Linked DNA regions of Sus scrofa: regions 2, 3 and 4 are each linked to region 1. A link is a contact called in public Hi-C and targeted proximity ligation data. All regions are on one chromosome and are shown on one strand. The core of a region is the stretch at or near the end of the contact, and the rest is flanking DNA. Distances in the headings are between cores, read along the strand shown. Region 1 has its middle 180 kb from the start of EEA1. Region 2 overlaps UBE2N (ubiquitin-conjugating enzyme E2 N). Region 3 has its middle 71 kb from the start of NUDT4. Region 4 holds the start of NUDT4 (diphosphoinositol polyphosphate phosphohydrolase 2).

Evidence for each region. Hi-C and Micro-C count contacts between places; a contact is called where the count stands out from the background.
Region 2: a contact with region 1 is called in a targeted proximity ligation map of skeletal muscle. A contact is called at or near these places in 7 of 47 Hi-C or Micro-C datasets (liver, psoas muscle and skeletal muscle) and 1 of 2 datasets of targeted methods (skeletal muscle).
Region 3: a contact with region 1 is called in a Hi-C map of liver, with 3 times the contacts expected there. A contact is called at or near these places in 1 of 5 promoter capture datasets (liver), 2 of 47 Hi-C or Micro-C datasets (both in liver) and 1 of 2 datasets of targeted methods (skeletal muscle).
Region 4: a contact with region 1 is called in a Hi-C map of skeletal muscle, with 5 times the contacts expected there. A contact is called at or near these places in 2 of 5 promoter capture datasets (fetal liver and liver), 9 of 47 Hi-C or Micro-C datasets (heart right ventricle, liver, omental adipose tissue and 2 more) and 2 of 2 datasets of targeted methods (alveolar macrophages and skeletal muscle).

Annotation. Positions count from the first base shown.
Region 1 is chr5:89,949,115-89,955,950 of Sscrofa11.1, forward strand. No RefSeq gene overlaps it. Among named protein-coding and RNA genes, the nearest start is that of EEA1, 180 kb to the right of the region's middle.
Region 2 is chr5:89,698,552-89,704,914 of Sscrofa11.1, forward strand. All of the region lies in intron 1 of UBE2N (ubiquitin-conjugating enzyme E2 N), which reads left to right. Among named protein-coding and RNA genes, the nearest start is that of NUDT4, 27 kb to the right of the region's middle.
Region 3 is chr5:89,795,212-89,802,585 of Sscrofa11.1, forward strand. No RefSeq gene overlaps it. Among named protein-coding and RNA genes, the nearest start is that of NUDT4, 71 kb to the left of the region's middle.
Region 4 is chr5:89,724,555-89,731,610 of Sscrofa11.1, forward strand. It overlaps NUDT4 (diphosphoinositol polyphosphate phosphohydrolase 2), which reads right to left and starts at 3,706. Exons shown (of 5, transcript XM_003126721.5): 1 at 3,203-3,706. The coding sequence starts at 3,301.

The sequences.
Region 1 (6,836 bases), core at 4,302-6,801:
TGGTGAGAAGAAATGACGTGACTGGAGACTAAGAAGAAAGAGGGAGGCGGCAGGGCCGTAAATTGGCCTTTGGTTACAAAAGAAAAATAAAGTAGTGTTGCTAAATGACCAGGGCCACAAAGGGTAGTAAACACAGCAAGGTCACAGTGGAGAACGTGTGGTAGCCGTGAACTAACCTCCCTTGCAACCCTCACGCAATGTGGTCGTAAGAAACTTCTGGCAAGTTCCTCCCTGAAAGAGTTTTGTCAAAGTATATTTTGAAGGGATTCATAGTAATGTCTGTGTGTGTGTGTGTGTGTGTGTGTGTGTGTGTGTGTGTGTGTGTGTGTGTTTACGTGGGCAAGGCATTGACAAATACATTTTATAAAGAAATGTGCTGCTTACCTGAGGTATTAAAGTTTAAAATAAAATAGTCTTTACTTTTGATTCTGACAAGAACAAATATTTTACTTTTGGCAAATCGCATCAAAACTTGAGTGTCACCGTTTGATTCATACATCCTTTGACTCTGCAATTCCGTGTTAAGGCATTGATTCATTGTTCTCTTCAGACATGTGCAAAAAGATGTTTGCAGGAGCAAGTGATTGGAAACCATTTGTCTATCAGAGAGGCCTGGGTAAATTTTGGGACATCTGTATGATGGAATATAGTGCAGATGTTAAAATGAAAGAGGTAAATCTAACTATCTGGATTTGCAATAAACCCCGCAATATCTTAAGTTTCATCAAGGAACAGAGGAACGGTTGTAAGGAAGAAGGGGCACATATGCTTGTATATACATAGAATATTTCTGGAAGGACACCCTAGAAATAAAACAGTGGATGCCTCTATGGGAAAGACTGTGAGACTGGGTCCTAGAGGTTCGTAGAAATTTACTTTCCACTCCCGATGTTTTGTACTATTCAAAACTTTTATTGGCCAGGTACATAAATCATTTTTAAAAAAGAATTCTAAAGTAAATGGCATTCTTCCCAATGAATTAGGGTTTAGTGGGTAATGGTAATGGTAATGTTAGCCAATGAAATAGGCTGAAATATATGGTTTGATTAATGACTGAATCATTTAAAACTCTACAGGAGAAGGCCTGTTTCAGTTAAGTGTATATTTGGGAAGACCATTTCAGTAACTAATGAATAATTATAACAAATTGATATGGGGCTGCTATTTTTAATGCTGAAAGTTTGGAATCCTCAAGAACTATGTACAAAGTCCAGCACCTCTCCCTAGGAAGTCATGGCAAAGGCCCTTTCATGATGAAGGGTCACCCTGACTTAGAGCCCGCAAAATTATTAATTAGTCTTTTAATTTCTCATACATTCTAATTTCATAGCTCTTAAAGAATCATCATTACCGTTTCTCTCTTTGCCTGTGGATGACTGAAGACTGATTGAGAGGATAAACACGCATCAATTTGTTTCCATTAAATAATACCCTCCTGGCTCCCAGGAGCTGATAAATTTGATGGCTTTAGAAAGCAGTCACATGATAGCAACCTAGCAACCTCCCTCTAAAGTTGGGCTCACGGGCAGGTGGAAAAATGATAAGGACGGAAGAGTGGCTGTTAATATACATTCTTTTCTGAGACCTGGTGCTAAATCAACACACCATGTTTGGGGAGAAGGTATATGACAGTACACCTTTCATTTAACCTTCAGGAGCCTGTGTTGATATTGTAATATCAATAATAGCCTGTGTTATCTCTTGAAATATTAGGTTTACTGTTAATTAACGCATTTGTCTATGCCTTCCCTCCGCTCAAAATATGAGTTCTTCTAAGTGCTAGACTGGCATCTTCATTCATTCATTTGTTCATTTGTGGAACAAATATTTAATGTATACTTACCACATGTGTATGCTTTGCTAAGCCCTGGGTTTGTGTGGGGGGGGTACAAAGATGAATTAAGAGATACGCCTCACTTTCAAATCACTCACAATCTTCTGGTGTCTTCACAGTCTGATAGCCTCATTCAGATTTGTATCTCCCAAGATTGTTTACACAAAAGGTGCTTAATAAGTGTTTATTAATTGAGAAATTGTTCAATCTGTGAACCCAGAACTGTGCCATGATTCTGTGGGTGCCCATTAAATTTTAACTGATGAGATTTCAGTAAATCACCAATTTCTTGAGACTTCTTCTGTAATAGCATTTAGAAACATAATTCCTTCCTTTGGTCAGATATTTCTAGACCTGAGAACGGATACTTTTAGGGCTGCCATTGAGGACAACAATTATTATGACTCAACAATAGCCAAGGCCATAAACTCCTAAGGAAGTGGGCTCATTTTCACATGGACAAACAGCTACACTAACAAAGAGCACAGGAAGAGGGAAGGCAATCAGGGAAGCTAACATTTCCTGAGTGCCCACTCACGGCCTGGAACTCCACATGCCTCACTTCATTCAGTGAATAGCCACCCTGGGAACATAGTGATGTTGATGCAGAGAAAGAGAAATGAGCATTTTCCGTATCGTCCTGGTCATTAGTAGGTCACATATATTTGTGTCTATGTATGCATGTACTTATAACTTAAAATTAAACATTTACCAAGCACTCGTCTAGGTGCTAGGTGCCTCAGGATGTATAAGCCATAGTCTGTGCCCTCAATGAAGTGAATGATACAAAGAAACATCCAAAGTTAAATAACCGCATGAAAATTGTGTAGTAGTAACCAAGAGGATTCAGAACTGGCTGGAGCACATGAACATTTCATCCAAAATTTCCTAAAATGGCATGTACACGTCACTGGTATACACAAATACTTTTATTTTTTTTTAAATTTTTTAACAGATTTTTTTTCGCCATGCAAATATTTTATTTATTTATTTTTAATAGTTATTTCTCAAATACAATTTTTTTTCTACTTTACGGCATGATGACCCAGTTACACCTACATGTACATGTTCTATTTTCGCACATTATCATGCACCAACGTAAGTGACTAGATGTAGTTCCCAGTGCTACACAGCAGGGTCTCATTGCTAATCCATTCAAAGGCAATAGTTTGTATCTATTAACCCCAAGCTCTCCAACCACCCCACTCCCTCCTCCTCCCCCTTGGCAACCACAAGTCTCTTCTCCAAGTCCATGATTTTCTTTTCTGTGGAAAAGTTCATTTGTGCCTTATATTAGATTCCAGATATAAGTGATATCACATGGTACTTGTCTTTCTCTTTCTGACTTACTTCACTCAGGATGAGAGTCTCTAGTTCCATCCATGTTGCTGCAAATGGCATGATTTTGTTCTTTTTTATGGCTGAGTAGTATTCCATTGTGTATATACACCACATCTTCCTAATCCAATCATCTGTCGATGGACATTTGGGTTTTTTCCATGTCTTGGCTATTGTGCATGGAGCTGCAATGAACATGCAGGTGCATGTGTCTTTTTTAAGGAACGTTTTGACTGGGTATATACCTAAGAGCGGGATTGCTGAGTCATATGGTAGTTCTATGTATAGATTTCTGAGGTATCTCTATACTGATCTCCATAGTGGTTGTACCAGCTTACATTCCCACCAGCAGTGCAGGAGGGTTCCCTTTTCTCCAAACCCTCTCCAGCACTTGTTATTTGTGGACTTATTAATGATGGCCATTCTGACTGTTGTGAGGTGATATCTCATGGTAGTTTTGATTTGCATTTCTCTTATAATCAGTGATGTTGAGCATTTGTCCATGTGCTCGTTGGCCATTGTATATCTTCCTTGGAAAAATGTCTTTTCAGGTCTCACAAATACTTTTAAATTTCACTTGGTATTTATTTTAACATGGATTAGAAAAATCCATAATTACCATTCACACCTTTGAGTGTGTGGATTTCTTACTGTGAGGCTACATTGGAAAGTGAGTTCATTTAAAGATTATCTACATGAACAGATCAAGTAAGTGGCCAGGTAGAGGGATGTGATTCAGTCCTATGGTAATGATTCTGCGAGGTTATTTGAATAACCTGAGTTTGGAAAATGCAATCAAGTCCAATGTCTGGGCTGCAAGAGTTTAAGTGAGTTCTCCAAGGTCAGAAAGGCAGTAGAAAACCTAGACCAGAAGCTGGTTACCTGACTGGTCCTTTGCCCCCACATCCTCTTTCAATCACTACTTCCTATTTTGCAGATGACAAAACTGCAGCCCTGAATTACATGTTCTCCCTCAGTACGACAACTCGTATGAGAATCTGCAGTGCAGAAGGGATAGAGTTGGCCTTATGAAAAATCAAAGTTAATATATTTACAGAGTACTTACCACGAATGCCCGTATTATAAAATATCATACTTACTCATTCATAGTCATCCCCAAACTACCCTGTGAGATATACTTAGCTATTTCTACCATCTTTTCATAGGAGGAAATTAAGGAACAGAGATCAAATGCCTTTCCTAAGATTATAACTTGCAAAGCTGGGATTTAAACCCAAATAGTTCAGCTCCAGAATTTATTGTTTTAACCACCATGCACACAGCTCACCAATAATAAGTGAAGAGGGTTGAAGAAGCAACATCTCTCCCTCATGAAATGGGACAGGGTCTGCTCAGGCAATATATTGCACCCTGTTTCCAGTTCCCCAATTGGTCCCTTGTTCATCTCATGGGAGACATAATTTCTTCAAACCATCACTTTTTAATGGACAGAAATTCCTGAGAGGAACCAGTGATTACCAAAACAACCCTTGTATAAGAATAATTGGTTAGAGCACTATGATAAGAAGTATAAAGAAATAGCCCCATCCAGAAGGGAGGAGAAGGAGTCACAGGAGGTGAATGGAGAGAGGGATAGTCTGGGGACATGGGTGGGGCTGAGAGTGACCCAGGAGAGGAGGCCCCTGCAGGACTGGCCCGTGCACTGCAGGGGGCCACCATGTGCTTTGAAAGCCCTGCCTGATGCCCAGCACTTGGCACAGCACTTGGCACAGAGCAGATGCTCAAAGCTTTGTGGAGTGGAAGACCTGGATGGAAACAAAAGCCAAGTTGGGAGGCAGGCGCAAGTACAGGGATTGGAGGTGAGAAGGCATCAAACCCACATGGCCTAATTTATACTCTGATCCAGGTGAGCCCACCCATCTCCCATCATCAGACAAAGGAGCTGTGTGTTAAACATTTACAATTTACCAGCTGTGCTCCTGATGTTTGTAGAATGCCTTGGTTTTGAGAAATCTATTTCATTTCTGTCAATTATAGGAGCAGCCCCGTGTAATCTTCTGGCCTAGATGTTCTTAGATGAAAAGTCCTCATTCCCCCTCATGACGGGGTGCTTCCAGGTAAGCCAAGGCCACGTCGGGACCAGAGCCAGCCTCCTCTGGTCTGCTGCCAGAGAGAGATCAGCCCTCGGCAGTTTTCTCCACCTCACCAGCAGGTGCCAACAGCTAAGCCATTCCACACACCTTGGGGCAAAGAACTGCCAGACCTCAGGGCCAAGTTCGGAGCCTGAAAATTCTTCCAAAGGCTGTGGGGAGAAATCTGAGGGTGCATCCATGCATTACGTAAGCCGTGGGTACTCTGTGCCCTGCTGGTGCGCAGAGCGCTGGGCCTCCTGAAATTGCACAACTCTTACGCAGGAGCACTTGCTAAGTGTTGCAACATGACTCCGCATCTTTATCAAAAATGTGAAACATCCACCCAGCACACACTTAGAAAACACTAAAAGCTCTTCTCCACCAGGTGGTTAAGGCTGCTTGATCCGGCTGACAGGAGTGGAGCAGCTTGGGTGGCGTTGGGGGTGGGGAGCAGTTTTACTGTAGCTCTTGGCCCAGGAAGCTGAACACTCAGTACCTTGTACCACACTAGCCTTGAGCAGGGCAGGCTTCTGATAAAATGTACTTTTTTGTGTGTTTGTTTTTCCTGGCAGTCTCGTTTTGCGTTATAAATGGCTCTTTATTTTCATCCCATAGATCCATTCTTGCCTCTGTTGTGTTCTCTTCTTGCTTCTGAAATAACTGAAAGGTTGGTAAAATCATCACTGATGAACCTGCCTGTTCTGACCTTGAGCGGAGGCTGCATTTCCACATTGCTCGTGCAGTCTACAGTTGCTCCCACGTGGGAGAGTTTGGCTAGAATGGCCCCCCAAAAGCGGGGGCTATCATTCTATTTACACTACTGCACTTGGTGCCGTTCAGTGCCAGGAAGTGGCGGGGACTTTCACTCGCTCCAGTCCTGCAACCTTTTCAGAGGGCTGTTGGGCAATCGTCAGAGGTTACAGGGTTGGAACAACATCCCCTCCCCCCATAGGTCATTCCCCTGCAGGACAGCTTGGAGGCAAATTTTATTAAGTATCAAGTAGCTGACCCACAGCAGTATAAATAGCGAGAGAGCATATGACAAACCCAGAAGTGAATGTGGTAAAACCCCAGGCTGAATACATGTAATGTGTTTACTGTCATCAGTACCTGCATGGAGATGTTTGCCCAGCAACCATCCAGGAAAGGCGTTGAACCATAGAAATGGAGTTATTAAGGTTCAATCTTCGAAAAATAATTTTATCCCTACTTTTGAAAGCTTGATGACCACACAGTTATCCCAAGGAAGGGACCTGCAGATAGGTTGGATGTTGTTTTTTATAAGTAAAGACTGACCCTTATTAAAACATTGCAAGTTCATCCAGGTAAGAGCCAGAGAAACGGGATGGCAGCATGGTTTAATAGAGGGTAGGAACTGTAGGCGGCCACCATCAGGCAAAAGGGACTCGAAATGAGAATTTTTCAAGGGAAACATGGAGAGGATTTTAATTTTCTTTTCCCACCATCACACCCTATCTTTATTTTAGGAAGCAACACAATATAAACCATGATTTACTGCAGTTGATCAGACCACAGATGATTAAGTTATGAGAGGCCACTGAGCTTTCCAA
Region 2 (6,363 bases), core at 1,795-4,294, 250 kb before region 1:
GGAGTATGGTTGACTTACCGTGCTGTGTTAGTTTCAGGTGTACAGCAAATGAGTTAGTCATACATGTAGATATATCCATTCTTTTTTCCTATATAGGTCATTACAGACTCTTGAGTAGATTTGCCTGTGCTATACAGTAGTTTGTCATTAATCGTCTATTTTATATGACAGTGTGTATGACCACATTGCTATTTAATGTGGCTACTAGAAAATTTGTAATTAGACACATGGCTGACATATTTCTTTTGAACAGCCATTCGAAGGGAAAGCATTCACTGGCCATTTTTATCATGGTATATACCTTTAGCTGGCCTTATGATTTGTAAGGAAGTAATGTAATGAGGAAATGGAGCACAACTTTGGTTCCGTTCCTAATGGCAGCTAGAATACATGTAGTCAGTTTTACTATAATGAGATGTGTTCCAAATTCATTGCATTAAGCAAAATCATGGTAAAAATCATAGGGCTCATGGATGAAATGTTAAGGGCATGATACTCAAATGTCATTGGTGACATTTTTAAAATGTCTACTTACTAATTGAGGGGGAACTCATAGATGCCCTCAGGTGGTTTACAGTTTGTATAATGAAAAATCAACTTGCTTGATTAATAATCCCCTAAAAGGAGCCCCTGTTAGTATTTTAGAATCACTTAAAGATGTAGTAGTAGGTTGGAGTGGACAGAATAGGCATCATTGAGGCACCTCTCAATTTTATGACATTTTTGTGATAATGAAAATCGAGTATAGTCACATCTAGGTGAGATGAGCTAAAAGATCCACAATTGCAGTTTTGTGTTTAGAGAATATTCTGTTGTATTAATTTATTTATTTTGGCTGCACACGGGCACGTGGAAGTTCCCAGATCAAGGATCAAACCGTGGCATAGCAGTGACCCAAGCCACTGCAGTGACAATGCTAGATCCTTAATCCACTGCATCACAGGAGATTTTGTTTTGTTTTCTTTTTTCTTCAGAGAATATTCTGTTATGGGGAGAAAGAAAACCTAATTGCTATAGATAAAATGTGGTGGGGGTATATATAGTGAATAATAGGACAATTTTTTCTCATATGCAGATGAGAACTTTTTTTCCCCTTTGGCCACACCCATGGCAATGAAAGTTCCCAGGCCAAGCCACAGCCACAACTGCAGCAACCCTGGATCCCTAACCCACTGGGCCACATTGGGAACTCCACAAATTATCACTCTTTTTCTAAGGATACTATTTATTATCTAAAATTTTCCTGTACATAATTCATTGCCTTAAAATGTGTACAATTTACAATTTTTCATATTGCACACATTATTATTGAACCTAAAAATGGGAAAACTAGTTAACAGAGTTAGTTGACAGCATGTCAAGTGTTGTAATTTACTGTGGTGTATTTCTGGGATTTTTTTTTTTTTTTTTTTTTTTGTCTTTTTTTTGGTCTTTTTGTCTTTTGTTGTTGTTGTTGTTGTTGTTGTTGCTATCTCTTGGGCCGCTTCCGTGGCATATGGAGGTTCCCAGGCTAGGGGTTGAATCGGAGCTGTAGCCACCGGCCTACGCCAGAGCCACAGCAACGCGGGATCCGAGCCGCGTCTGCAACCTACACCACAGCTCATGGCAACGCCGGATCGTTAACCCACTGAGCAAGGGCAGGGACTGAACCCGCGACCTCATGGTTCCTAGTCGGATTCGTTAACCACTGCGCCACGACGGGAACTCCATGGGATTTTGCTCTTTTGAGTCCCAGTAGATCTGTCCTGATCAGATCAGTTTGATGTGTTTTTTAATTCCTTCTTAAAGTATTTGTAGCATGAACTGCTGTATGCATTCTGTAAGACGAGGTAGTTTCCTTGAGACCTTAATTGTGTTGCCACTTAAATTCATACTCTATTTTTATGTACATCCGTTTCTACTTTTTAGCAACCGATTTCCTAAACATAGTCTACATTACTTTCTCTTTTTTTCGTTTTTCTTTAGGGCTGCACCTCTGGCATATGGAGGTTCCCAGGCTAGGGTTTGAATCAGAGCAGGAGCTGTTGGCCTACACCACAGCCACAGCAACCCCAGATCCTTAACCCACTGATGGAAGCCAGGGATCGAACCTGTGTCCTCATGGTTACTAGTCAGATTCGTTTCTGCTAAGCCGTGATGGGAAACGTATTACCTTTTATTTTGCATGATCTGAGCTAAAATTCTACTTGGGATCCAGTCCCAGGATTGCTTTTAAACAAGTAGGGTCACAAAGTGCAACTAGATGTTAGTTTCTTTTTTTTAGGAACACTTAATAAATCTTGAGATTTGTTACTGTGCTTTGTTCTTACCCTGCATTCTCTTGTAATTGGTTACGTATGACTGTAGTCTTCTCATGTGACTTCATTTGTCAAGTCCTTTTACAGTGTTCTCTCATTTAATTTTCATAGCACCTCTGCACGAGAGGCTAACGATGTGGTTGAGGAAGCTGAGGCGCCGAGCCTTGTAAATTACCTCCTCAGAAATATAGTTAAGCCAACACTGTAGTAACTTTAGCCCAGTACTTCTAGACTTAATACATCACTGTCTACAAAAGAATAGTGTAAAGCTAGAATGTGTTGCACATTTCTCGGTGTGAGTAGTAGCAGGAAGGCTTTTATTTCCTTCCCAGTTTTTGCCTTTGTAGGGGAAAAAATTGACAACGACTTCTATGGAAGGGTTGTTCCATTTGGTTTGGGTTTTATTCTTTTTTTTCCTCCTGTAATTTATGCTATGGGTTTGTTTGGGAAATCAGTGCTCTGTAGTCAGATAATTATGCATCTATTCATTATATCCAAATCCATTAGGACTTGAGACCATGTAAAAACTATTTCAAAAAATTTTCTGTACCTAAGAGCTTATTCTACAGTGTGTTCCGATTACGCCTTATGCTTGATCAGGCCACTTGGTGTGTTTCTTCAATACGTACATTCTTTAGAAAGATTATCTGATTTGGGGAGTGAACTGAAGATGAGGAAATGAATGCCCTGTCTGTCTCTGACAGAGTGACGCTCTGAGAGTGATTTGAAGCTATTTTTGGATGTGATCTTGGAGGCCCTTCTGGCAGCTTTTTATAGCTTTGAATAGAGCTGCTACTATTTTATCTAACTAGGAGTGGTGTTTTGGGGCCCTTGGGCCCCAGCTTTCTCTCTCTCTCTGTTTTTTTTCTTTCTCCCTCCTTCTTTATGGCTTTCTAAAAATATGAGGACTTGGGATAAAACAAAAGAATGGAGGTGCGGAGTCAAAATTCAAGCAGTTTTACTTCTTTTCTCATTCATTTCCTCCTTTTGTTCATCCCGGTCTTCACTTTTCCCCTAAAGGTGAAAACCAGCCTCTTTTGTTCCAGTTACCTGTTGGAGGACTTCCCAAGATGGGAGGCTGCTTTATTGCCTCCTGAGGTCTTTAATGCTCTGGAAATGTTTTTCTTTGAATCTACAGAATATTTTGCTGAAAGTAGTTTTTAGCATTTCAGGATCTGAATTGCCCTTGCATTGCTATGATTAAAACAAAACAAAAATTAGTCTTGAGTTAAAACCATTACTAAAAACATTACTTTAAATGCCTGTGGGTTTAACGCATTTTGGGGAAGGATTAGATTTTGTAGTTCCATCTTATGATTATTTCAGTATATAATTGTGCTGACAGAGAAATTTTTTTTTTTAGTGTATACACTGCAGGCTGTAGAATGAAGTGGTGGAAGGTGTATAATTTTTCTTAAGTAAAAGCAGTGTAAATACATTATTCTCATTCATTATTTGTCATACCTAAAAGCTTAAATACAGAAGTGTTTTAGCTGTTTTTGACTATATGTATTTATTCAAAATGTTGACAATATATTGTTACTAATATGTAAAACTACACTCACTACTGTCAGTTCGTGTATTGAATATTAGCATTTTTCTGGCTAAATTTGTAAACGGAAATTAGATTATATCTTCCCATGCCTGACTGGATCCTTTTGTTTTCTATTGTGATGTCGTTCACGGAATAACCCTGTTTTAACATTAAAGATGAAATTTCTGATCGTTTATACCTTGTTCTTTGTAACATCACGTAGATGGATAATTCAGCAAGTATTTTGCAAACCTCTGTGGCGCTGGGTACTGTGCCAGACGCTGCGGCTGTAGCAGTAAATGAACGCAGGTCTCCCTTTTCCCTCCATTCTGAGCGGAGTGAGTGCCATATGCAGTGTGTTTGGAGGCCCTGGAGATGAAGTAGTGGGGGAGCAGGGATAGAAGGAGGGTGTGGGATAGGCTGGATTGGGGTCTGCATGTTGAATTGTAGAGGCTTCACTGAGAAAATAGATTTGAATGAAGACCCTCAGAGCTGAGGGTTCCAGCTCTGTGGAAAGGGAAGAGGGAACCCTTTGTAAAGCCCCTGAGGGAAGAGGATGCCTGGCAGGCTGAAGGACTACAGAGCAGTTCATCTGGCTGGAAGGTCCGGGTGGAGGTGGGAGACAGGACGAGGAAAGCTGAGCCGAAGGCCTGAGGGATAGGTGGCATGAGGGGGTCATGTGAAGCCTCTTTTTTTGGGGGGGGGAGTGGAATTATACGGTTTTTGCTTTTGAAAAGGTCTGTAGAATAGAGATGGGCATGGCAGTGGGGTGAGGAGTGCAAGGCAGAAGCGGAGAGAACAAGTTGGTTATCTCTTGCCCTTTGCCAGGGGAGAGCCCTTGGTGGCTTGGATCAGAGGTGTAGCAGTGGAGTGATGAGACGTCTGGCCAGTCATGGGTAGATTTGAAGTTCAAGCCAACAGAATGTGCTTATCAGGTTAGATGGGTGGGTTATGAAGGCAATGGTCAACCATTTGACAGGGTGGATTTCTCAGTAACTGACTTGCAGAATGCTTGGGGGGAGGGGCACTTTGAAGGTGTCAAAGATCGTGCTGAGTGGGGGGTGACTATTAGGCGTTTGAGGGGCGCTGTCCCACAGTTACGAATAGAAGAGGCACGCTTGGGGAGAAATCTGTGTCGGATATGTATTTGGGGAGGCTTGGGCACATAGGAAGTGTGTTTACTATTTCAGTTCATTGGATGAGATGAGATCGCTCTGGAAGTGTGTAGGCAGAGAAGACCTTGGATGGAGCCCTGGAGCACCTAAATGCTGGAGTGTTGTGCAAGTAGGGAGGGGTCAGCAGGGAGGCTGCTCCCATGCAAGTAGGAAGAGAATCCCGAGAGTGTGGCTGCAGGAAACTGGATGCAGCCTCACCAGGAGATGGCAGATCAGTTGGGTCAGATATTGCATCGAAGTTGGTTAAGATAAAGCATTAGCCCTTTGATTTAACCACATAGGAATCATTGGTGACCTCGGCAAGCTGGAGCCTGATTGTAGAGTTGTTTTGAGTTGTTTTGAAGATAGGAGGGGAGGAGAGCCATTAGAGACAAGCGAGTATAGGTAACTTTCAAAGAAGAGCCAGTCAGTGGGGCAGTAGCTGGTGGAGGAGAGCCAGGTCTCTTTGGGGGAGTAATTATAGTGAGTCTGTACAGTTTGGGGAAAGATCCAGTAAAGAGGGGGAACTGGTGATTGAAGAGAGAGAAGAAGAGATGCTAGAGCGATGTCCTTTAGTAGGTGAGAAGGAGCTAAGATCGAGAGGAGAGCGTGGCCTTAGCCTAGAATGACTGCCAGGAGAAAAGGCAGAGCACTTGGGCACACAGATGCAGGTTGGTGTACAGATGCTACAGTGATAACTTCGGGAAGTTTCTATTTTGTCGTGAAATACGAAACAGAGTTATCAGCCCAAAGTGAGGATGTATGGATGGAGATGTTGGCAGTTTGAACAGAGAGGAGAAAGAATGTCGCAGTTATTTAGGAGATAGGGAGAGAGATGGAAGAACGAACTAACAATATGAGTGATTGTTGGAGAGCAGTAAGGGTCCATTTGAGGTTCGTTGTCTTTTTTTTTTTTTTTTTTCCCTTGCCCCTGTGGTATGTGAAAGTTCTGAAGCCAGGGATTGAACCCGAGGCACAGCAATGACATTGCCAAATCTTTAACTGCCAGGCCGCCAGGAAACTCGCTCATTGTCTATTTTATTTCATTTCATTTTATTTAGTTTTTTAAGGATTGCGCCTGCAGCATATGAAGGATCCCAGGCTAGGGGTTGAATGGGAGCTGTGGCCGCCAGCCTGTGCCACAGCTACAGCAATGCCCGATTGGAGCTGCATCAGTGACCTACACCACAGCTCATGTCAATGCCAGATCCTTAACCCACTGAGCGAGGCCAGGGATCGAACCTGCGGCCTCATGGAAACTGGTTGGGTTCGTCCACTGAGCCATGACGGGAACTCCTCATTGTCTGTTTTAGAGACTAATTAGCACAGTTGCGTATATTTCTCTAGCCCCCCCCCCCCCCCTTTAGTTAGGTTCCTA
Region 3 (7,374 bases), core at 1,795-4,294, 160 kb before region 1:
CCCCTCCCTTCTTATGTAGAAGAATGTTAAAATATATTTTAAATTTAGCCATTATTGTAGGCTGAATTGTGTCCCATGAGAATTCATATGTTGAAGTCCTAACCTCAGTACCTTAGAATGTGACTTCATGTAAAGAGATAAAGTAAAATGAGGTCATGCAGGTGGGTCCTAATCCAATATGACTCGTGTCCTTGTCAGAAGAAGAAATCTGGATACAGACAGGTATCCAAATACCTGGGGATACCTGTGGAAGGGATACCTTAGGGAAGACAGGAGAAGCATGGGGAAAGGCAGCTATCTATCTATAAGCCAGAGAGAGGCCTCAGAAGAAACCAGCCTTGCCCACACCTTTGTCTTGGAATGTCTGATCTCCAGAACTGTGAGCTAACACATTTCCGTTGTTCAAGCCACCAGTGTGTGGTGTTTGTTATAGCAGCCCTCACTAAGACCAACGCAGCCTACAGCCAAGGTGGAGCCCTGAGCAGAAAATGAGGATGGAACTGGCCGGCAAGGAGGCACGTGCAGGTTTGATTTTTTTAAGGGCCTCAGCATATTTGGAAGTTCCCAGGCTAGGGTTCACATCAGAGATATAGCTGCTGGCCTACGCCACAGTCACAGCAACGCCAGATCCAAGCCATGTCTGCTACCTATACCACAGTTCATGGCAACACCAGATCCTTAACCCACTGAGCAAGGCCAGGGATTGAACCTGCGTCCTCATGGATGCTAGTCTGATTTGTTTCTGCTGAGCCACGATGGGAACCCTTGGGAAAGCCGTTTTTAGACACCTCTCTTGACGAAAACAAAATAAGTGGGTTGCTTGTTCACTTTAGAAAGAATTCTCTAAAAGTGACTCGTCACTGGAGATAGATTAGAAGCAATGATAAAAACATGATGCAATCAGAATGAAAGTCAGTAGAAAAGTATTATTTGTACTACAATTAACTCGTTCACAAACAACATTTTAGGAATGTGTTTCCCTCAGGGAGGCAGACACCCAGGACCTTGTGTAAGGGGTTAGATAGAGCCTCTGGAATAAGTTAGTTGGTGGGGTCAGAAGAGCCTGGACATTTTCAACCCAGACCAGGGGGCAAGAGTATTGCAGTTACACCCAAGGGAAAAAGATATGCGGGACCTTGACGATGCCTTGATTATACGCTAAGTGGGCTCACTCCCCCTACCTTTGAGTTTCACCTGCATTGAATTAGAAAAAATTTCTCCCCCGGGGTATTTAGGCTTAGAAGTGTGGCCAGGTTTTACATGGGTTTGGTAAACCGGGGCTGGATGGGTGGGCGAGACCAAGGGGTTTGAGAGAGACCGAAAACAGGTTCTTCCATTTAGCCACTTTCTCTAGGTTGTGACCATAGATGTCACATCAGACAGACAGAGGTACATACAAAACTTGCTTTCCCAAGGCCTTCTCTGAAGTCATTATCCTATGGTCGACAGTCGACAAGTCAACATTATATCTGTCTGTGTTTGGCAGCGGCTTGCGAGAAGCAAGCCTTTTCTTCAGAAGCTCCACCCTCTAAGTTCCTACTGTATGTTTTTTAAAATGTTAATTTAAATGATCCTTGTATAGCTGGGCAGAAGGCTGATTTTACTCTTTTAAATGAAGAGTCACATGGTTTTTAACGTTCAACATGAGATGAAGAATTTTCTTCAGGTCATGATCATTTTTTTCTTTCTTCCATTAAATAATCCTTGTAGGGAGTCTCCAGCATGCAAAAAGCATGATAGCTGCATGATCAAAACAACAATTTGACCTTTGAGCTCTGCTCCAAGGAAATACCAACTGATAGACCATTGTCTGTCATGCAGATTTCCACGTGAAGCTCTTCTTTCTCTCTCCACTCTGTCTCTTGGTGTTCATGAAAAAAACCTGATATGCTGGAGTAGCAAGGAGTAAATCTATTAGACCTGTTGAATGAAATGCATTTCCCTTTGCGCCATTGGTTTGGGGGAAGGCATTGTCAGTGCTGCATAGGGGCAGGTAGAGGAGTGGGTAACCGGATTGCTTTCAATTTGGGGCAGAGAAGATGGGATCAGTCTTGTACTGCGTATATGAGGCCACATTGTCTTGACAGTGACATGAAAGCTTACCTCTGAGTAGAAAGTTCCCTGGTGCATCAGTTTTTTTCTTGTTAATAGAACCCTCTTTCTTCAGGAAGTTGCCTTTACTGTCTGTTGAGTCTATATAGACGTTTCCCTGGTGAGAGTTGAATGAGTATGTGATTTACACTTGCAGTAGGCGCTTCCAGACTGCAGCTGGCAATTATGAATGCATTCTCCTGCTCCCAAAAATGCTGGTGGAGAGAAGCCACCTTGGTAAAGGTCATGCCCCTTTCCTAGGAGCAGCCAGGATTCACTGATGGGCTGATGTGGGGGTAGAAACGTCCTTATTTTGGGACATCTCTGCGGGGCCATCCCAGCTCCAGAGCTCCCTGTGAGATCAATGGAGGCCTCTGCTGTGACTGCACTGCAGCTCAGCTTCTGCCTGAATCGGCAGCTTTTGTTTCCACACAGGTGTTGATGCCAAGATCATTCCCTAATAAACTTCCTTCAGGCAGTTCTCCATCTCTGAGCCTGTTTCCCAGGGAACTCAACCTGTAGCAAAACTTTCCCTTAAATAGGGCTTATTTCGCATTGGATTATTGTTAAGGGATAAATTCACATTTTCATTCCAGGAATTGATATGTATTGCTTTGGAGACTTTATTTGTATGGAAATTTTTCATGTATTCAAAAAGGTACCTAAGAATTGAAAATGTTTTGAACTCTATTGGAACAAAATAGCAGTGAGAAAGCTCAATTGGTAACCCTCAAGTTTTTGCCATCAGGTTTAAATTGACTGCCAACCACACAGTTTGGTCACATGGTGGAGGGGGAAGTCTGAGGCCAGGGGTCTTGATGAAAAAGGCCAAAGTTTCAATCTCTGTATTGTTTGGTTTGTTTTCCATTGTTTCCTGGTCTCAACCTGTACTCTAACCTGGCCAGTCCTATCGAGAGTGTTCTCTTGACCTGTCCTTGGAACAGGTGAGAGAGTGTAGATAACCACTGCAAATCTGTCACCATGGTTGGAAAAACAAGCCCTGGCAGTCTCACCATGTATGGTGAGCAGAATATTTATCCAGATGAACTCAGGAGAAGCCAACTTGGGAACTTGCCCCAAAAGGGAATAATAGTAGGTAGGTTTCCACAATTTTTTTTTTTTAAGATAAGTACAATTTTCTATATTTAGTAGCTTGTTTTGCCAACAATGAAGGCTAATGAGTAAGTACAAGGAAAATAGCATTAAAAATGTCTTTGGCTTAAACATTTTGTTAGGTTGTTGATGATTGCAAATTTATCAGAAATTTTGCTCTTTTGAAGAGCAGGCTGAATAATTAGTGAAGATTCAACATAAGTATTGAAATGGGAGCTTGTATCTACTTCACTATTATATGTTATATTATAAAACAATATATATCTATTTATATCTATTTTATATCTGTATGATATATGCACAACGGCCAAGTTCAGAAGAAATGTTTTGCTAAAAGTAAAAACAAATAGAATGGTGGAATTTGAGTATAGAACATTTTTATTAGCCTTTCTCTTAGTGTTTGAATAAATTAATGTTTAAAAGAAGTATCATAGGAAGAATGAAACAGAAGTAAATAAAATAAAAAATAAAAATAATAGGACAGGCAGATCTTTTTTTTTTTTTTTTGTCTTTTTGTCTTTTAGGGCCACACCCGAGGTATATGGAGTTCCCAGGCTAGGGGTCCAATCGGAGATACAGCTGCCAGCCTACACCACAGCCACAGCAACACCAGATCTGAGCCTCGTCTACCACCTACACCACAGCTCTCGGCAATGCCAGATCCTTAACCCATTGAGTTAGGCCAGGGATTGAACCCGAGTCCTCATGGATGCTAGTTGGGTTCATTAACGCTGAGCCACAACGGGAACTCCCAGATCTTGACATTGGAAATAAGAACCTGGTCCAGAGAAGTACTTGGGTGGAAAATAAATTGATGACAAATTCTACTATTGTGCCCAGTCTTGTGTCTGCACTGGGCTTTAACCTGGATTCAGTTGCTTTGGACAGGTACATTGAGCTGGTAGACCTGGTAACCTGCAAGCATCTGTTAGCTTGAGCTGATTTGCTTGGATTGAAAGGGTCTGCTTGGGGAGAAAAAAGGAAAATGAAGGATGGTTTGGTGCCAGTTTCAGATACCAGTCCCTGGCCAAGCCCTGGGGACTCCTGGAAAAAATGGGGCTATTTAAATGAGGGGAGAAAAATGTATATGTGTACCTGTGAGTGGGGAGTGTTGGGGGCCGGCAGAGGTGGGGAGGAAGAGCACACTGGATGCCATGAAGAGGCTGTGAGTGGTGGACTGAATTAGGACCACTTGTGAGCTGCCCTGTTCCTGATGCCCTGCCAGTCCTCGAGGAGGATTTTACTGGGGTCTGGATGCCTGAAAGAGCAGATGCTAGTAGAGTCAATGGAATTTGAGAAACTGCTGTTACTAGTTAACATTTACGAGCATCTACTGTGCCCAGCACTGGTGCTAAACTCTTCATAGTCTTTAGCTCCATGAATACTCCAACAACACTCTAACAAGGGTACTTCTACCCTTTTCCAACGAATGGAGGAAACTGGGGCTTGATGGGGTTAAATAACTTGCTGATAAAAAGTCTGAGCTGCAAATTGTTTCTCAACTTTGGCAATTCTATTGGCTTTGTTTTCTTTTCTTTTTTTTTTTTTTTTTTTTTGTCTTTTGTCTTTTTTTTGTTGTTGTTGTTGCTATTTCTTGGGCCGCTCCCACGGCATATGGAGGTTCCCAGGCTAGGGGTTGAATCGGAGCTGTAGCCACCGGCCTACGCCAGAGCCACAGCAACGCGGGATCCGAGCCGCGTCTGCAACCTACACCACAGCTCACGGCAACGCCGGATCATTAACCCACTGAGCAAGGGCAGGGACCGAACCTGCAACCTCATGGTTCCTAGTCGGATTCGTTAACCACTGCGCCACGACGGGAACTCCCGGCTTTGTTTTCTTAATGGGAATCATTTAAGGAGGTAAAACCTTGAGAAGATGAATTTGGGTTTCGGTCATGGCTTTGCTGTTACCTGCCTGCTTGGACATGTTATACAACCTCTCTGAACCTGCCAGAGTTGTTGGGAGGATCGGAGAGTATAGACACAAAGGAAAGTACTTGGTTAATAACAGTTATTATTACGATATCATTCAAGATGAAATACCTAGCTAACGACTATGAATTCATTGATGAATTAGCTGCAGTATGCTTTTCACCCAAAAAAGGAAAATGAATATTGACCACAGGCTGTTATACTTAATAGATTAATTGTACAAACAACTTTTTTTTAAAAAAAATTCATTTACTGTTATTGTAATGGTTAACTTTATGTGTCAACTTGAGTGGGCCAGGGGGTCCCAGATATTTGGTAAAATATTATTCTGGGTATTTCTGTGAGAGTGTTTTTGGATGAGATTAACTTTTAATTGGTAGATGGAGCAAAGGCGACTGTCCTTTTTAATTTGATGGGCCTCGTCCAATCAGCTAAAAACCTAAATAAGACAAAAGGGCTGGCCTTCCTCCAAGTAAGAGAGAATTCCTCCTGCCTGACTGCTCTAGTGCTGGGACACTGGCTTTTTCATGCCTTCCGACTTGAACTGAAACATTGGCTCTTCTTGGGTCTTGCGACTTGGACTGGAACTGTACCATCTCAGCTTCTGGGTCTCCAGTTTGCCAACTCACTCTGTAGATCTTGGGACTTGCTTCAGAATTGCCTGAGCCAGTTCCTTATGATAAGTCAGTCTCTCTCTCTCTCTCACACACACACACACCCTGTTTCTCTGCAGGGACCTGAGTATGTATTCACTCAGTATTGATCTAATGATGTATGGGTCTCAGACACAGGGCTCCAGGCACAAGGCCATCTGATTTCCTATCCTTATATGGTTTACAGTTTTTAGCCTAGACTAGTCTAGAAGGGGAGGAAGACCTTAGACATATTATTGCGAATAATGAATTTAAATTGCCACAGAATGTCTCAGAGAAACTACACCAGGGACTGTAAATGCATAAAGCAGAGCCCTCCCCTCCTTTGGGCCTCCCAGAGGAAGTAGCATGGGCGCTGAACAAGCCGAGCTCTGAGCACTGAGTGGGCTTGATTGGAAAGCATCCTGGGCAAAGGCAGCAGCATGGGTTCATTCTCGCTCTGTATGTTCCACTGTGGTGGAGCAAAGAGGCCAAGTTGAGCTAATAAGTGACTTATACATTCCCGCCTCTTCTGTTTTTTGGAAGAGATTGTGTAGGTTTGGTGTTAATTCTTCTCTGAATGTTAGGCTGAATTCTCCAGTGAATCCATCTGGGCCTGAAGATTTCTCTTCAAGAGTTTTAAAATTGCGAATTCAGTTTTCAAAATAGTTACAGAGCTCTTCAAATGATTGATTTCATATTGGATAAGTTGTGGTAGTTTGTACTTTTTGTAGAATTGGTCCATTTCATCTAAGTCTTCAAATTTATGTGTGAAGAATTCCCTGGTGGCCTAGTGGTTATGGACTCAGCATTGTCACTGCTGTGGCTTGGGTTACCGCTGTGGCTCAAGTTCAGTCCCTGGCCTGGGAACTTTTGTATGCCTAGGGCATGGCCAAAAAATAAAAATAAAAATCTGTGTATAGGCTGGTTCCCTTAATTACCTTTGGAAAAATCCTATTGTATTCCTGATAATGGTAACTTGTCTTTTCTCTTTTTTTCTTTGTCAGTCTTATTAGAGGTTTTTCAATCATATTTTAAAAAAACCATTTTTTATGTAGTTCCTTGTGGCTTGGTGGTTCACTAACCTGACTAGTATCCATGAGGGCAAGAGTTCGATCCCTGGCCTTGCTCAGTGGGTTAAGGATCTGGAGTTGCCATGAGCTGTGGTGTAGATCGCAGAGATGGCTCAGATCTGGTTGCTATGCTGTGGCATAGGCTGGCAGCTACAGCTCCGGTTTGACCCCTAGCCTAGGAACCTCCATATGCTGCAGGTGCAGCACTAAAAAAGACAAACAAACAAAAAACTGAAAAAAAGCCCCAAAAGCCAAAAAAAAAAAGCTTTTGTTCCAGTTATTTTTTTCTGTTTTCTATTTCATTGATCTCTTATAAAAATTATTTCCTTTCTTCTACTTTCTTTAGGTTTACTTTGCATTTTATTTTTAAAATTTTATTTTTATTTTTTTGCTTTTTAGGGCTGCACCAGCATCATATGGAGGTTCCCAAGCTAGGGGTCAAATCAGAGCTGTAGCTGCCAGCCTATGCCACAGCCACAGCAACGCCAGATCCGAGCCATGTCTGTGACCTACACCACAGCTCACGGCAAC
Region 4 (7,056 bases), core at 2,456-4,955, 230 kb before region 1:
GAATACATCTAAAATCAAAATGTTCCTTGTTCAAAAGAGTTCCTTTCTTGACTAGCAACTCTTCTGCCTTATATTTAAGGTGTTTTTCAGCCATTATTTGTTCTATTCTATCCTAAGCTGCAGCCCAACTAGACCACAGGCCCAAGTCTTCCTGCTTGTGATGCTTAGTCCTTCCTTCCCCACCCATTGAAATCCAGCTCCCAAATGAATGACATTGGATCTTAACCCTGGAGCACCTGATGGTACTTTTATCTTACTTGATTTCCCTTTATATCAGTCATTTGTCTGACCTCCCCCTACAGAGTATGTTCCTTAGAAGCTGACACTTTCATCTTTGCATCCCTTTCCAACTACCATATATATGCAGATATGTTCAGTGGAATCCACGGTGGGTTTTGTGAATGTTATTTGTCCCCTGTCACTGCACAAGCACACTATCCCAGCTACTCTATGGGATAGTCATTTGTTGTCTGGTTTGGAAGCCCAACTGCTAAAACGAAGGGCGGTTCCCCCACAGAAATAACTAACTGGAGAAAGGATCAAATGAGTGTGAGATTCAGAAATAAAGGACCAGGGCTCAAAATGATCTGCGGCTTCTGTGACCTTGGGACAAGTTACTTCTGCTGCCTAATTTCTTCCTATACAAGTGCTAATGCTTATTATTTACCTCAAAGGGCAGAAAGAGATAAAATGGGACACAAGATATAAAACCACACCCAAAAGAACAAATACTCTGCTGGCAGAACATCCTTCCTTCCTAAAATTTCTTACCCAGTTTAAAACCTGGTCTCGCGAGAATGCCTTCAGTGCACAGAGCCAGTCAGGACACCGCATAGCTTCTGAGGGTCAAACAGCAATTACTATTTGATTTCAACTTAGACTCTATAAACACAACCACAGCAATGAAGATCCTGCAGATCTAAACCAGACATTAAAGTTGGCTGTGCATGAGTTAGAGAATTCCAGAGCCTTCCCTCAGAGCATATTGTGTATTAAAGGGTTTCTTAACCTCCAGGTTATGAGATTTACAAAGCTTTAGGTAATAACCTATCTACCAAATTCTCCAACTCTTGCTCTTTACTTCATATTAAAATGTACTGGTCTCCTGACTCACACAGAGGCTAGGAATTGAGCATTTATTAGTAGGAACAACTTTAAAGCATAAAAACAGCTCATTCATCTGCTGAGGAACTTCCAAAGCTCTCCTTAGACTTCGCTTTGCCATTCACACAATACAGCTCATTTCAGTTTCCTCCCATTTCCCATTATTTTCCTCTGGGAACTTTTGTTTTTACAAAGCCTGAATTCCAAGTCCACGTTATGGCAAGACTTCAAAAGTCACCCCTTTCAGAAAGTCTCCCAAGCTCAGCTTCACAGTATCTCACTCATTCAGCAAATCTCATGCACCCAATCGCACTGGGCTGAGCCCCACGCCAAGAGCCCCGCCTCAGGAGCAGGGACCAGATGCTGATTTCCAACCCTACCACTTCCTAATTATGTCATTTGGCCAAAGTACTTATGTTCTGCATCTGTCTCCTCACCTATAAACCTGCACTAAGAAGATTAAATGTTACAAACTTAAAGGTCTTTCGGGCAGTGACCCGCACTTAGTAAGCACCCAATTAAGGAAAAAACTACACAACAGTGAGTCAATCAGGTAAGATCCTTGACCTTTCTTGGTCAGTATGGGCTATGGTATTCTTTTATATTCAAAGTTTGTTTTGTCCTAACAGGGCTCTTCCCCCAAGGACCTTCTAATCTTTTCAATAGAATGAGATGTTTGTTGACTTTGTAAATGCTACAAACCTTTCCCTCTCTCCTTTCTGGCTCTCCCGTGTAGGCTCAGCTCAAAGACACCAATTTCCTTTGAAAACTCCTTCAGAATTTAAGTATAACTGCTTAAAAACCTTCATCAGAGCATTGGATGAGAACTAAAAGGTTTCATTTCTTTTCAAAAAATAAAGGCAAAACAAGTGTTTGAAGAGCACCCATCTGAAGCACTTTGATTTCTGTTAGCATAGTGAGAACAACTAAGCCACGGAGAGTACATCATGTCATATTCATCCTAACTACAGGGATTAGCAATAAGGAAGCCATTAAATTCCCGTCTCCAGCTTTAGCCTGGTGTTTTATTGGACACTGTTGCTTATGGAAGCAAAACTCAGAATGGTACTGTTTCCCCCGTCTAACCATTTTAGACGTGGCAATACTAAACGATTTTCACTGGCTACCAGTCGACCATTACTGCTCTTCGAAAATTTAAAACAGTGGGCCATTTCATAATTCAATAAATTACAGAAATACGTAAAACAGTGGGCCATTTCATAATTCAATAAATTACAGAATACATAAAACTTGCTCTCCAGGAAAACTTCAAAGGCCTCACTACCAACCCCACGCTGATGGGTGAATTACAGAAGACTGTTCCTCTCCTGATTTCAAGCCAAACACAGAAAAGTAAAGCTCTGATAAATATGCAGAGAGCTAGAGATTACTGTTTGAAAATGGCAACTTTGCCCACCTCCATCTTCTTCCTTCTGGCATGATTCCACCTTTTTCACTAACCATCTTTCTGCAGTTAGAAAACTTTAAAAGCTGTTTTTTTTTTTAAATCAGCTATTAATAATGCTAAGTGCTTGTGAGTTAAAGAATTCACTTAAAAAGTGGAATTGACAGAACTAGACCTAATGGGTTTTTATTTTAAAGCACGGATCCTGTTTGGATATTTCACAGACATGCCTAGATTTAAGCATAAAACGCAAACTGCAGTTAACATGGGGAGGAAAATGTAACAGAGGCAGAAGGGCTTGGGCTGAAACACGCCATTTCTACTCCCTCGGTTAGCGCTCGAGGTTTCTCCGGCTTTACGCTCAATTCGCAGGTTAAGATGGTGACTCCCGCTAGGCGCGACCTAGAGGGCCCAGGACCTGCCCCGGCTCCCGTCCTAACCCAGACCCAGTAGGAGAGCATGGGGCTGGCAAACCCCTTTGTTTCCACAATCTAGCCCGAGAAAAGGCAGGAAGGCAGGAGGGAGGGAGCCCATCTCTCCCAGTCCTAGGGCGAGACGGGGGGTCAGGAGGGGAAGGGGATGGAGAAAGGGAAGGGCAAGGGCAAGGACCTCCCACCCCAGCCAGCCCGAACCCTACATCAGCCCCGCCCCAGCGCGCCCGCGGTGGGCACAGAGCGCGTCGGCCTCCCTCACCTCGTCCTCCTGCTCGCTCCGGAAGCAGAGGCACGCCGCCCGCTTCTTGAAGCCCTCGCGGTCATACGTCCGCGTCTGGTTGGGCTTGAACTTCATCATAGAGGCGGGCTCTTGCTGCCGCTTCTGCTCCGGCCGCCGCCGCGGGGGCCCGGCCGCCGCCACCCCGCCGGGGAATGGGGGGCGAGGGCCAGTCGGGGCGCAGGGAGGCGAGGCGGCAGCGCGTGGAAGGCGCAGGGAGGCCGGGTCAGTCCCGGAGCCGGCGACTGCTCCGACGCGGGGCAGGGCGCGAGCGCCGGTCACTGGAGCCCGGGTGCTGGAGAGGAAGCGCCGCCTCTGTCCGGGCGTCCACCGCTCTCCATGGAGCCCGCCTCCCGCTCGCCTCCGCTCCCGCCCGCTGCTGTTGCCGCCGCCGCCGCCGCTGCCGCGGGAGGAAGAGCCAAGCTCGAGGCACGCGCCACAAGGAGACAGTTGCAGTGACTACCGCCGACTGGGCAGCAGCGCAGCGGCAGCTTCGCACCGCCCCCTCCGCCGTATTTAAGGGGGCCGCGCCCGCCCCGCCCCGCCCTCGCGCGCTCCGCCCTGCGCGCGCCTCCGCGCCTGCGTGCCGGACCGTTGCGGCGGGGGCGGGGCCTGGGCGTTCCGGCGGCCGGATTGGGGCGGGCGGGCGGCGCGTGCTCCAGCCGCGCGCGGGGCCAGGCCCGCTGGGAGGCCTCCGACGCGAAAGGAGCACAGCCCCTCTGCCTGTTTGTGGCTCCCCCGGTTTCCCCTGTGAGCGTCTTGGCCTCTCCGCGAGAGCGGGTCTCACCACAGACCTCCTCCGCAAAGTCGCTGCCTGGTCAGGAGAGGCCAGGAGGTGTCACAGCGAAGGCCGTCTCCTCAGGGTAGCCGTCCAGAGTGCGCCTGTCAAGTGCGGGGAGAGAAGCGAGCGGAGGCCTAGAAAGGTGAAGACTTCGGTTGAGAGGTTTTGTTGGTTTTGTTGGCAGGGAAAGGGAGAAGGCACATCTCCTTTACATTTTTTAATCTTTGGTCGGGGGTCGCTTGTGTTCTTTCAAGAGTCAACTCAAAACACAAACAAACAAAAGCAAAAAACAAAAAAAAGAGCTCCTGTCGTGGCTCAGTGGCTAACGAAACTGACTAGGAACCATGAGGTTGCAGGTTCGATCCCTGGCCTCGCTCACTGGGTTAAGGATCCGGCGTTGTCGTGAGCTGTGGTGTAGGCCGTTGCCTGTAGCCTGGGAAGCGCCACATGCCTTGGGGTCGGCCCCAGAAAAGACCAAAAAAAAAAAAAAAAGTCACCTCTAGCTTGAACCTTTGTTTGAAGGCGCAGATAACATCTTCCACTTTGTCCCACCCTCAAGGATGCATTCCTCAATGCCAGCAGTGGCTAGTATCTCCTAACCTCATCTCGGGCCTAAGTAACAGGCGCAGCTAGGTGCTGGGGCCACGTTGCTCAATAGAAGGGCATGTCTGCTACATAGGGGCTTGCAGTGTCTCTGGGACTTGGGACAAACAACTTTTACGTTTTCCTGCAAGTGCTAAAATAGGAGCCAGGGGGCCTATCTTAGGAAGGTGGGGTTTTGTTTGTTTTTGCCCACACCCGTGGCATATGTTACTTTCTGGGCCAAGGATCCAATCCACCCCACAGCAGCCACCCCAGCCACAGCAGTGACAATGTCAGCTCCTTAACCCACTGAGCCATCAGGACACTGCTTAGGAAGGTGCTAAGGAAGTTCAGGGGAGCCCCTCACTCCCACAGTCTTGTCCCCAACACAGAGCCCTGGCTGTGTAGGTCCAGCCACATCTGACTGTTCATACTTCATTCCTAGAGGGCCTACTGTGTGCCAGGCATTGACATCTAAAATCAGCCCTGCCAGGAACTTAGGCACTTGAGGACAGACAGTCATGCAAGTACATGTAAAATTACCAGTGTGACAAAGTCTCAGATGGTAGAAGGTTTTATAGGGAAATTGGACCAGATCTGCAAGTCAGACAAAGCAGCAGGACAGGAACTGAAGGAGGAGGAGGAGCTAAGTAGACCAAGAGCCTGGTGAACTTTCAAGGCTGAGGGAACTGGGCCTTATGCAAAGTCCAGAGGGGAAGGGAGAGAGGAGAGTTTGCAGAAATGAAAGAAAAAGGCCATCTGGCTACAGATTGGGGTTTAGGGGTTCAGGGAGCTGAGCTCCACCTCTGGCCCAGGGAGCTGTGTGTAGTGAGCTCACAGTCAGCGCTTGGGAGCCCTTGGAGAGCTCAAAGCAGCACATCAGTCTTCGTTTTGTAGACTCTGACCTCTTTTATGTTAAGGACTGATGAATCTAACTCATTTTCTTACCCCCAGAGCTTAGCAGGTACAAGTTTGTACAATGAATTGCTGTTGAATAAGTAATTTAAGAAATGATGTTTTTTTTTTTTTTCTTTTAGACAATGGTTTCTCCCCTTTATTTTATTATTTTATTTTATGTTTTAGACACACTGCACAGCAGGATTGTCACTCAGGTATGAGGATGACCATTTTGTACCTTGATAAAATTACTAGTTTTGACCCATGTGTCTATTTATATGTTACTACTATTTTTAAAGCTGATAAATGAAAGAAATGATGTTTTGGCGTGGCACAATTGGAAATCGTATCGTATCTGTGCAGAGACCTTTTCTAAGCCTTAGCTTAGAGAACCCACTTGAAGTTTATTTCCAGATTTACAAACAGGGACAGAACACAGCTAGCTAGGGACTCCTGAACAGCTGATATGGAAATAATTATTTTTAGATAATTGATTCAAATTGATAAAATGCTTAACCTCGCTGTAGTCTTTTTAAGTGACAAGGAAGATTAAGTTTCTCTCTGCTTAAAACTCTTCAAAGGTCAGGCTTCTAATTGGCATTTAAATACTAGTTGATTGAATGTTGGTTCACTCAAGCCCTTCCTATTTAATATTTATGTGCGGTGAAGCACGAATCAGAATTAACTGGGGAGGAAAGAGGAAGATGCCTGCAACTAACTCAGCAAAGGAAGGAAAGGCAGCAGCACAGAACTAGTGAACCTGAACATAGGCCCATTCTTTTTGATTCCGGAGCATAGGATCTGGCTGAAGAGATCTTGAGTTCAGGTCTCATGTGAACCCAATTACTAAATTACTATATGTAGCTTTTCTCATCTCTCAAATGGTTATAATATGGCTTATACTACCTTGTACAAAGCTTAACTAAGATGTCACAGTGGGTCTGGAAGTGCTTTAAAACTAGAAAGCATTTAAAGAAATGTAAGATTAAGCTATTAACGAGGAACTTTTCATTGGGTATCTCTCCTTTTTCCTTTTCCCAAGAAGTAGCAGCGTGGAGTTCCCATCATGGCTCAGTGGTTAATGAACCCGACTAGCATCCATGAGGACGTGGGTTTGATCCCTGGCTCAGTGGGTTAAGGATCTGGCATTGCTCTGAGTTGTGGTGTAGGTTGCAGACTCGGATCCTGAGTTGCGGTGGCTGTAGTGTAGGCTGGCATCTATAGCTTCAATTTGACCCCTAGCCTGGGAACCTCCATATGCTTTGGGTGTGGCCCTAAGAAGACAAAAGACAAAAAAAAAAAGTACAGTAGTAATGGAGGGCCAGGTGCTTGGTGAGGGCTGTGGATTTTCACACTGTGAGCGAGGGTTCTTCATTTAAAAGGAATTCTACAACAAATGAAGACTGCTTTGATACTATGAATAACTCCCCCTTTATATTAATTACCTTACTATATTATTGCAGTTATTTGAAAGGGACCTAGTGGACAAGGAAACTTGTGTGACTGAAATGAGAGAACAGAGAAAGGCTGAATTCCAAATGCTGGGTCTTCATTTTCCTATGTCATTTCCTCAGAA